2 separate regions of the Rattus norvegicus genome follow, and region 2 is linked to region 1. A link is a contact called in public Hi-C data. All regions are on one chromosome and are shown on one strand. The core of a region is the stretch at or near the end of the contact, and the rest is flanking DNA. Distances in the headings are between cores, read along the strand shown.

Region 1 (5,522 bases), core at 1,012-3,511:
TCCCTGTGTCCCCAGTGCCCCCACCTTGGGGACTGGACCTGACTGAGCCTATCCTGCTGAGGCAGTCAGACAGGGCGGGCGGACGGGTGTGGGGGTGGGAGGATTACTCTCTCTGCTCCCAGAGAGTAAAATTAGCCCCTCCTGCCCAGCCCAAGCTCCCGCAGCCAGACAGCTGTCATTCCTTCCAGTCCAGCCAGTGACATCCCAGTCTGCCCCCAAGGAGGCAAGGGCTAGGAGTAAAGGGGTGACTTTTTATATCCAGGCTTGGGATGAGGTGGGGGCAATGGGAGGCAGGAAGGCCTCCCAGCTGGGGCAGTGGGGTTCAGGGAGAGCAGCCTGTGCAGTGGAGCCACAAACTTCAGACAGGTCCCTCGTATGGAGATTGAGTTTCTCTCCACCCTAGCTCCGTGGCTCTGTCCAGAGAAAGTGTTGGGAGTGTTGGCTTAGCTCAGCCTATCTTCACTCTCGCCAGTCTCAGTGCTTGTCAGGATCTGACCAGGACCCCTCTCACACTTGCCGCCCTCATGCCTTCTCCTGTCAGATACGGAGCCACTCTCTTACTAGAGGAAAAGACTCCAGGCAAGCTTGAGTGTGCACTGTTCTCACAGGGCCCCTGGCCCTCCGATCCCTCACTGTACAAGGTCTGTGTGCTTTCTCTCCAGAGCCCTGACCTCTCCAGCGTTCAGTCTCAGCAGACACTAAAGCTCTCCGGAAATATTAGTTGACTGCACTTGCTAGCGAACACCCCCAAGGTGGAGGGTGGGCATAGACAATAATTCAGGAATCACAAAATTCAACAATCCCTTTTTATTTAGCTCTTGATGTAAACACAATGTCATTGGACCCTAGAAGCTTACAAGTCTTGGGGTGGGGAAGGTATTTAAGCCCTTAACCTGGGAAAAGACCAGAAGAGACTATACTGAAAAGGGTAAGAGAGGGGAGGTGACCACTCTCTGACAAGGAAGCCAATGGGCACCAGCGACATCACACACACACACACACACACACACACACACACACACACACACACACACACACACACACACACACACACTCCTCCCAAGTCTGTCAGCTCCAGGGTGCTGAATGCAAGCAGCCTGGTTTTAACTTCCCTTGTCCCTCCCTCAGAATTCCTGGTCTTTAGAGGCCATCAAGATCCTCGCTAGTATTTGAGGCCATCTTGTGGAAGGCCCAGGGATGGCGCATAATAGTCAGAGTGCGACTTGGTGTGGTGGACAACAGAGCCGCGCTGAGGCTGGTACAGGAGCTGTCCAGGACTCTGCTCCTCACCGCAGTCATCACCTTCTGGGATCCCTATCTCGCCAACTCTACCCCGGGCCCGCACATCTGGCTCAAGTGGTTGGAGGTGGGATCACAGAATTCGAACACCACTGTCCTGCTCGGCACAGGCGATCCAGAAGCCCCCAAGCTGTTCCCTAGAGAGACAAGTCGAGGCTTCTGGCGAAATCAAAGGCTGGGTTCCTCCGACTCCAAAAAAGGCGAAGGCGAAAAGGAGGACCCACTGGACTCGGCCACCAGGGAGGGGGGCTGCAGCGCGTTACCGTGGCCGGCGTGGGCGGGCGGCGGGGAGGTGGCGGTGGGTGGCGCGCCATCGGGGGCCGCACTCAGCAGCTCCTGCAAGTACTTGATGTAGCGGATGGCGGCGCGCAGTGTCTCCACCTTGCTGAGCCTCTTTTCAGCCAGGGCACCAGGGAGGTGGCCGCGGAGGCGCGCATAGCCCTCGTTCACGCACTTGACCCGCTGCCGCTCGCGCTCGTTGCGTTTCTGGATGAAGGCGGGCTCGAACGGGTAGTCGTAAACCCCGAAGGCACCGGGGAAGGGCACGTAGGGGAACACCCCAGTGTAGGCATCGTAGTAAGACGGCTCGGAGTGTCCCGGGTATAACAGAAAGGGTACGTTGCCCAGGGGCTCAGTGGCTGCCAGCGGCGTCGGTCCTGCAGGGGCCACGACACCCAGCTGTATGCCCCCCGGGGACCCGCGGTCCACCAGAGCTCGACAGAAGTTACTGTTCATTGTTCCCTGTGGAGCTGGACCCAGAGTGAGGCCCTCACCGAATGGCCTCTGCACAGACTCTGTATGGTCCTGACAACGGGGACAAGTCACATCGCTAGCACTCTGGGGTGCCGCGAGTTGCTAAGGCTTCATTTTGCCTTTTTGGGATGGCTTGGACTTCCTAATGTGAGTCATAGCTCCGGACAAGTGCAGAGCCTTCCTTGCAGGGGCTCAGCAGGTACCTGCTGTGATCGTGCCTGCGGTGCCATGAATTGTGCAATCTGAGGACTTTCTCCCTCTTCTCTTCCCTGGTCCTCCTGAACTGAAAGTCTTGCCTCTTCCTGCAGCCCAACACCAGCACTGTCCCTGGCTCTAGCTGCGAGCCTCCGAGCCTCCGAGCCTCCGTGACCAGATCCCCCAGTGCCCAGTCCTTGTTCCTCACTGGATCTTGTTGCAGGATCCCCAATCTGAGGGGACCTGGGCAGAGGCGGAGAGCGTGGCAGCTCAGCAGAAGAGGTCCCAGAACTTTGCTAAAAGTAGAGAAAAGCGAACATATCACTAAGGAAAGGCTTTTGTGGTACTCCTATCTCCAGAAACGATCAGGAGAAGAGAGGGTGGGGATCTGGAGAGCTGTTGGTCTGAGCTCAAATCTTATGTTCACCCCTCAATCGTCAGGTGACGTCCTTGGATGTATTTCCGTCTTTGGAGAGATAGAAAACATCCTTTACAGTTCCTAAGATGGCAACTGAGAGAGTAAGAACACAGCCCCGGAGCACCCGGTAACCTGGCCTAGCTGATAACGGCAGCCGTTAATATTATGTCCTTTAAGAACTCGGATCATCTCCTCACGGCTTCCTTCCAGGGCCTGACATCTAAAACGGGAGACAGCCTACTGGGGGTGGGGCATGGGGGGGGTTAGAGAGGTGGCTTTGCAATCAAGAGCAGGTACTGCTTTGTACAGAGGGCTAGGTTTCCAGCAGCCAGGGGCTCACCAACTGCCTGTGACACTAGCTACGGAGGACTGGAGGCTCACCCGCACATATCCACACACAGAGACGTGACTAACAGTGATAACATCGGTTAAGAGAGATGATGGAACTAGCAGGAGGAGCAGCAGCTATCTCAACACAAGCCTCTCTCTGGTGGAAGGTAACCCTAATTACAAAGCACTTAGTGCTTAGTTATTTCAAAGCTCCCTGAGGGTCAAACTATCACCTGCCCTGTCCCAGGTCCCACGGGTTCAGGAGGACATATGGGTCTCACCCCATCTTGGTGTTCTCCTGTATAACACCTTACAAGGGCACCTTACAAGGTGTCTTTTCTTTTCTTTTCTTTTCTTTTCTTTTCTTTCCTTTCCTTTCCTTTTTTCTTTTGTTTTCTTTTCCTTTCTTTTCTTTCCCCCTTTGGCGACAGGGTTTCTCTGTGTAGCCTTCGCTGCCCCGGAACTCAATCTGTATCTGTCCAAGCTGAGCCCTGTCCCTAGTATGTAATAGATGTTTCATAAATCATGTCTGAATAACCAAGAAAGAGGATTAGGCCAAAAACTGGGTTTGCCAGGGTGTGGCATAATTACACATAGCCATTCCCCAGGTTTCAGAAAGCTGTTATTTTGGAAATAATTGGTCTGTGTTGGGCTTAAGTGCCGCCAGGTTTCATTGGCTATGCTTATCAGATTCCAGCTCTATGTTCTGCCTCTCTGGCCCTGTTCCCTGTCCCCATGAGTGTTCACAGTGTTCTTAAGTGTCCTTGGGGTGCTCAGAGCTCTGTTCTTCGCTCTCCCCTTTGAGCACGATGCTCAGAGTTTACTGAATGGGTGCGTAATCGGCCTGCATTGAGAAAGTTGGGTGTCCCTAGGCCTTGGCTGTGGGCCAGTCTTGTCTATGTGGCAGAAAAGAGCCAACCCTCTCCCTGCCCAAGAAGCTGGTGACAATCGCAGATTTCTGAGTGTCCTCTATACCCTCCCACTTTTGTCCTTTTCACAGGTCTGAGTCTGTCCCCAGTCAGCTTTCTCCTCAATGCTGATTGAGAACAACAGACAAGGTTCCAAAGCCTCAGAGTCTCGCACTTGCTCGAGGGTGGAAGCTGATGTATAAAACATCACGACCAAAATTCTCCCTGCTCTTCTTAACAGACCTCCAGAGCTTCCCACCGATGGTAGCTTGGTCTTAGAATAAGAGTTAGTTTTGGAACAAGAATCTAGATGTCCTGGTGGGGTTTCCAGGTCCCAGCCTGGGCTGTCAAGACTGAGTATCTGAGAATTTGCTCAGGACATGAGTCCCCATGGGCAGGGGTAAGGTTTTTCCTTTTAATGCTAAAGCCGCTCACACTGTGCTGGGCTCATACAGATTGCTCGAGATCCTTGCCAGTAGTATTCTGTGTCTTTAAATTTTTGAAACGGAGACTTGATTATTTATATTTGATCTGACAGAGGGCAGGAGTTTATTTGTATCAATGACAATTTTAAGAACTCGACCTCTCATGCTGATTCAACATTCAGGACTTATTTTTTTTTTTTGGTTCTTTTTTTTTCGGAGCTGGGGACCGAACCCAGGGCCTTGCGCTTCCTAGGCAAGCGCTCTACCACTGAGCTAAATCCCCAACCCCTCAGGACTTATTTTTAAAATAAATAGTCCATGCATTAGTGGGTTTTTTTTTGTTTAAAACTATTCAGAAAGGTGACTCAAACAGAAGCCCACCCCAGTCAGCAAACTTGCCGTGAAATAATGATAATTTTAGCTGTTATTCCTCATGGTGTGTAAGACACTGTTCTCAGTGCTAGTCTCAAACGTCCTCAAGTCCTCACACCATTCTTGTGAGGTAGTTAATATTACCTGATTTTTCAGGTGAGAAAACAGAGACACATAAAGGTTAAGTCATTTGTCCAAGGTCCTGTGGTTAGGAATCATGATGTAATAAATGCTAACCAATCATGTCCAGCTTTCTCCTCTTCTGTGGTAGTTCTCTTGATGACCATCAGGGTATCTGAAAGACTTGGATGCCCTAATGAAGGATCTTATTAAGTTACAGCTCCTGCTAGAGGGATGCCCTACTGCAGTTACAGTTCTAGTATTTAGCCTATGCTAAGAGAAGTCACTCGGGTCACCCCGGGGAAGATGTCTTGCTAGTGGTGGGGTATTGAGTTCTTCTTGGAGCTAACTATTATGAGCTCACCTCTGAGACCATAATGAGAAAATCCTTTCTCTGAGTTTAGAAACACTCACCGCCCCCCCCAAACAAACAAACAAACAAACAAACAAACAAAAAACCAACCAGGAGCAGTGGCCCCCTTCCCAACTTCTAAGATCTATGAGGATCAGAGAACCTGCCTTTGAGCTCCCTGGTAGAAATGACTGTAAACAGCGCCACAGTGTGGTGATGAGAAAAATGCGACTATTTTTAGAGGTCTTGGTCCTTTGCTATCTTGAGAATAAAGGTCCCAGGACCAGAAGGAAGAGCTGTGTGGATTTCTGTCGACTCCATTATTTCTACCCTGAGTTTGTTAAATGTAC
Region 2 (5,522 bases), core at 1,608-4,107, 41 kb before region 1:
CTCAGAAGTCCCCCCAAACCTTCTGCAAGAAGGGCCAGGAGCAAGGTTAAGGAGTGTGGTTGCTACGTCTTCTGTCTCAGGGCTACACTCACAACATCTTAAGCAGCAGTTGGTTGCTACAAAGATGTGGTCCCTGGCCTGACTCTACCACTGCCTCGTGGAGCGCTATCCTGTCTTAGTTTCTCCTTTCCGATTCATAAAATTGACCAAGGAGGAAAGGATTTTGGAAAAACAGAGTTCGAGCTTCCTTCCTGGGTTAGGATTCTAAAAACAATTATCTTTAAAGAGTTTCTAGAGTGGACAGAATGAACCGTTCTTTTTTTTTTTTTTTTTTTTAAGATTTATTTTATTATATATAAGTACACTGTGGCTGTCTTCAGATACACCAGAAGAGGGCATCAGATCCCTTTACAGATGGTTGTGAGCCACCATGTGGTTGCTGGGAATTGAACTCATGACCTCTGGAAGAACAGTCAGGTGTTCTTAACCGCTGAGCCATCTCTCTAGCCCAGAATGAACCGTTCTTATATTCTCTCTCTCTCTCCCTCCCTCTCTCTCTCTCTCTCTCTCTCTCTCTCTCTCTCTCTCTCTCTCTCTCTCTCACCCAGGTTGGCCTCAAACTCACAGAGATCCACGATCCACCTGCCTCTACTTCCCGAGTGCTAGGATTAAAGGCAGGTACTACCACTGTCTGGCTCCCATTATCTCTTGAGCTTTGGCCAGGAAAGTGACCACCGAGGTCCGAGGTGAAGCAGAGAGCACAGATATTCCAAGCATATTCCTAAAGTTGAGTTCTGCTTGGTTCCCCCACAGACAGTGCCTGCTCCCCACCTTGTCAGCCTGGCCATGACTCTCAGGAATGCCAAGAATGCCTGAGTCTGCTGGTGGATACCTGTGGATTCCTCAACCATCCCAAACCCACCTCCTCTCCTCTCCTCTCCTCTCCTCTCCTCTCCTCTCCTCTCCTCTCCTCTCCTCTCCTCTCCTCTCCTCTCCTCTCCTCTCCTCTCCCCTCCTCTCCCCTCCCCTCCCCTCCCCTCTCCCCTTCCCTTGCCCTCCCCTCCCCTCCCTTCTCCTCTCCTCTTCTGTCCTCTCTGATCCTAACAGCTCCCCTGTCCCGACCCCACCCCATTCCCTAACAGGACACTTCCATCTACCCAGCCTGACATGACTGTTTAATTGCATGGAGGGCTCATTCTTAACATTTATATTTTTGCAGATCCCTAATTCTTTATCCCTTTGTCTGTTTTGTTAGTTTTACTGCATATTTCGCTTCTCTTTTCTTTTCTCTTCTTTTCTTTTCCTTCAGTACTGACTATTGAACTTGAGGTCTCCCATACGATAGGCAAGTGCTCTCTGCCACTGACCTATATTCCCATGCCTCCGCCTCTAGGGGAGCTGGGATTACAGGACTATGCATTAGGCCCAGATTGCACAGAACGTTTGTCATAAGCCACCAAGATTTATTTTTGGAAAGAGGTTAGATATAAATATATTTGGTGGCCTTGGTGAGGCCTCTCTCCAACGCACATGCTCTGTGCCTCCTGCTCTCATTTCTCTCCAGCCCTTTCTCTTCATGCTCACATCAGATCTCCCATAGCTGTCACGCTCCCACCTGCATGCCAGCCACAAGCACCAAGAGGGGACAGTCATTAGACGACACAAGTCCACAGGAAGTGTTCTCAGTTCCCACTAGGTAGTTGAAGAAATTTTGCCAGCCTTACGCTCCACTCTGCACTTAGCGAAATCATTTCCTGTGATCACCTGTTTGATTTGTGGAAGGCCTGCTGTGTGCCAAATACGGACCATCCAGAGCCCAGAAAGTCCAACTGGAGCTTAGAGACACGGAAGGGAACCAGCCGATTCCGAAATAAGAAGCAAAATGCTCAGAAGGACCCATGAGGGAGCTGACAGGCCACGTAGTGCTAACCCATCCTGGCGTCTGCATCTGCCATGCATGGTGTCCTGGTCCAGATGAGTACGGTTCACACAGCAGCCAGCAGCCACGTGCACTCAGGAGATGCTTGCAGGCAGTTTGTAGCTCTGCTTCCCACCTTCCTCCCATGCTGCCCTTGTGAGTTTTCACACAGTGACAGTCTGGCAGTCATGGTTTTGTCAGAGGACAGAGAGGAGCGATTTGCTCCACCACTATATTAATGAAAATATCTTTCTTTGGACATATCCTACTGGGTCGGAAGGAGTTATATGCCTACCAGCCCCGTGCTCTTTGAAAACTGGGTGTCCATATTGAAGCATATAGCTGGAACTCTGTACAGGTAAATTGGAGCATGCATGGAATATCGTTGCTGTGTGTATTGCAGGGAGAGGCAGGCTTGCAGGTTGCTTCTTTGCAAGGCAAAGGGGGTGTCTTCAGAGTCCTGGTCTCCACATGGAGAGGTCCATGTAGGAGACACAAGAGACACCCACATAGGGAATTCAGTACCAGCACACAGACACTCCAACAGCACCGTGCCTCAGCCCAGGCTCAGGATCCTTACCTGGGAAGTCAGCTGAAGGGTAGGGGTCTTTCACCTCATTGACGTTCGATTCAAACTCATCGATTTTCAGCTGTGGAAAGGAACAGCGGTGGTGGTGAGAAAGCAGAAACTAATGCTTGAACTTACTGGGCATGCTCTGGGGAGCTGTTGTGCCGCTTTCTGAATGTTCCCTATGACCTGAGAGGTGGGTAGTAGTGGAATTGTTATGTCTTACAAATAAGGAGCCAGGTCCTGCAAGGTGCACAACTTGTTCAAGCCTGCGCTGGGCAAAACCAAGGTTTTAGCCAGTCTTAGCCTGTCCTCTCTGTGTGCTGCCTTAACTCTCTACAAGAGATCCAAGCTCCTTAGGTTACACCGTGCAGCTTCTCTGCAGCTTAGGACTCTCCTGGCTCCTGAACTCTCTTTCCTCACTCTCCACAGTGGTGAACGGGGTCAGACTGAAACACACAGGGAAGGACTAGCAAGAGTGGAAAGCCAGGCTCTTAGTAGAACATTGGGGGTGGGCGGGTGGGGTGCCTTCCTGATTCTAAGGAAATCTGGATCCCAGGTTGAAGGGCCTATATCTCTCCACACAGGAGTCCCTGTGAGAGATGTAGCCGTTGGCTCTCTACTGTGGTTTGCCCTGGAGTTATCTGTATTTTGGTGCTAATTCCGCTGACCTAAGGACGGCTGCCTAGTCTCATACTCAGGACTCAGGTGACTTCATTAGAACCTTCTCCCCATTTAATTTGTAAAATACAGGTGAGGGCCTATACAGGATAGAACGAGACCTGTCATTGGATGAAAAGGAAGGATGGGCGAGTGAAAAGTTTAAGGGAAGAGGAGGAGGGAGCAGGAGACAGCAGAGTAGCCGCAGGACAACATGGCAGCTGATGTTAAGATTCTATGCTGTACCTTTACAGGTTGTTATGAATGTTCTTGAGGGATGGATGTGTGCAGGGCTTTGTATGTTTAGGTGGGCAATTATATCTTATCAATTGGGTCAGAGGTTATTGGGTTGTGTGTTCTTTCTGGTGGAGAATTGAATTTGGGAGAGTGTGTGGGACGCCACAGAATTAGAATGGATATTTCTGCTATGGGGCAGTCTGCCTTGGGAACTGGATGGGTAGAGAGATTGTTGCCAGGCTCAGAGAGAGGCCTTCAGTAGTGTGATATGGGATGGAGCAAAAGCGGGTGAAAGACTTTGCTGACTGAGATTAAGATATCTATCAGATATCTTGGGGCATTATGGTGCCGGACCTAGAGCGGGCAAAAAGACTGCCTGTTAATTATAATTTTACAACAACAGCTCTCTCTCCTACAGGAGCAAGGTGGTGTTGTCTCCACTTTCCTCCCCAGAGTGACATGAGAAGTCAGAGACCCTCCACCTAGCCTGCAAATTTCCCCATGCTAGACCTCACCTTGGCAGTGGTGGGGATGCCTTCACCCTTGGGTTTCTGCTCCAGCTTCTTGGTCATTGTGGATCTCTCCTCTTCTGACTTGTCTGGGAGCCCTCTAAAATGAAAAACCCAGGAAATTCAAGATGGGAGCCAACAAGGATGGCTCCAGGCCTGACAACACCCTCAGGAACTTCTCACACCCAATGCTCAAGGGCATCTGTGAAGGAAGAAGCAGCACTGGCCACCAGATAGGAAGGGCAGTATGCCCGGGCAAGCCTTTTCTCTGTGGTAAAGGGTTTAATGCTAGACTCTCAGTGGTCATCCATAGTCAGTGAGTGGAGAGTGGCTTTGCACCTCATTTATGTAGGATTCAGAATGGAATTATGGCTTGTGTAAGACACTTCCGACCCTAGAAATATCTGGGGACTTTGCTGCTCCTTCTATCCCTAGCTCTTTCCATCTTGCCTCCAAGAAACGGGCATCCCATTCCTGCAGGCATGTGCATCTGAAGAAGCAGGCTCCAAACTGAAATTCAGTTGCCTAAACTGTGATCGTCCAAGCCCAAACAGCGTCAGCGCTACCTGGGGACTGACTAGAATATTCAAACCTTCTTCTACCCCACCTGGTTCAGGGCAGTCCGCATGGACTCTACATCTCTCAAAGCTTCCAGATTGTTCGTTTGCAGCTTGGATTTGAGAAATACTGTCTAGAAAACCTATACACTGTCTACTCCCGGAGGCACCAGATGGAAACTTGAGAAGAAGATGGCCGCCTCCAAGAGGAACAGTGACTCAAAAGCAGGTCCTGCTTGGAGAAGCCTGCTCACAGGAGCAGGTGTCATGTGGCCCCTGCTCATCTGGCTCAAGGAGAAGTTCTGCTTACAGCCTAGAGGCCATAGGCAGGGCCCAACATTCTGTCTCTCACCAAGAGGGGGCAACACTCACCTAGACATCTTCCTGCGCTTTCTCTCCTCAGCCTTGGCCTTCTGGGCAGATGTCAGGCTCTCAGCCTCTGCCAGGTTGTCCACAGCGATAGCCAGGAAGACATTGAGAAGGATGTCTACGGGTCAGCTAAGGAGATCTGAGTTGCCAGTGGAAGGTAGTTTCTGGGGCAGGAGTTTTGCCTGCCTGAGCATTTCCACGCCTGAATCCCTGAGGGGGCAGTTTCTTGTCAGAGCTACACCCCTTGGAAGGGTACAGGCTGAGGAGCATAGACAAGTCCTTGGGGAATTTGCCTGCAAAAGTAGCCATAATGGCACCTAAATCCACCATGCCTTTGAGACTTATTCTTTTCCTGCCAAAACAGACCCTGACTCCCCCGACAGGAATCCCTGGGAGTGAGGGGAAGCGAGGGGTGCTGATGTCACCCCTGCCTCTTCATGGTGTCAGATTCCATAGCTCAGCACCAGGACCCTTCGGACACCATCAACATCTCTGCCTATCCTCTTCACTCTCCCGTCTGCCTATCTCACTTCTGGTCTATTCTAGGGCAATCTCCTGGTCCCAGAGTCAGACTGATCCCTGGGCACAGCTTTGTGTTAGCTTCCGTTGTCCCTGCTAAGGCCAGGAATAAGGGGACTTTAGTTTAGGAAATTCCTCCGTTGGAATGTGCTTGTGGGTATAGCTCTGGGGCATTTTCTTAACTG

What was found. A called contact is a pair of places that touch in the nucleus more often than the background predicts.
Region 2: a contact with region 1 is called in a Hi-C map of psoas muscle, with 3 times the contacts expected there. The contact joins the enhancer-like site here to the promoter of Ascl5 in region 1. A contact is called at or near these places in 8 of 12 Hi-C or Micro-C datasets (the A7r5 cell line, the Rat2 cell line, Schwann cells and 4 more).

Annotation. Positions count from the first base shown.
Region 1 is chr13:50,040,259-50,045,780 of GRCr8, reverse strand. Ascl5 (achaete-scute family bHLH transcription factor 5) reads right to left here and starts at 2,261. Exons shown (of 1, transcript NM_001398588.1): 1 at 793-2,261. The coding sequence starts at 2,034. The coding sequence ends at 1,468. It overlaps Cacna1s (calcium voltage-gated channel subunit alpha1 S), which reads right to left and starts at 113. Exons shown (of 44, transcript NM_053873.1): 1 at 1-113.
Region 2 is chr13:50,082,141-50,087,662 of GRCr8, reverse strand. It overlaps Cacna1s (calcium voltage-gated channel subunit alpha1 S), which reads right to left. Exons shown (of 44, transcript NM_053873.1): 14 at 4,822-4,936; 15 at 3,899-3,992; 16 at 2,499-2,568. Among named protein-coding and RNA genes, the nearest start is that of Cacna1s, 39 kb to the right of the region's middle. Within about 2 kb of position 2,857, at least 1 of the 93 cell types and tissues checked has an H3K27ac peak or open chromatin away from gene starts, as enhancers often do.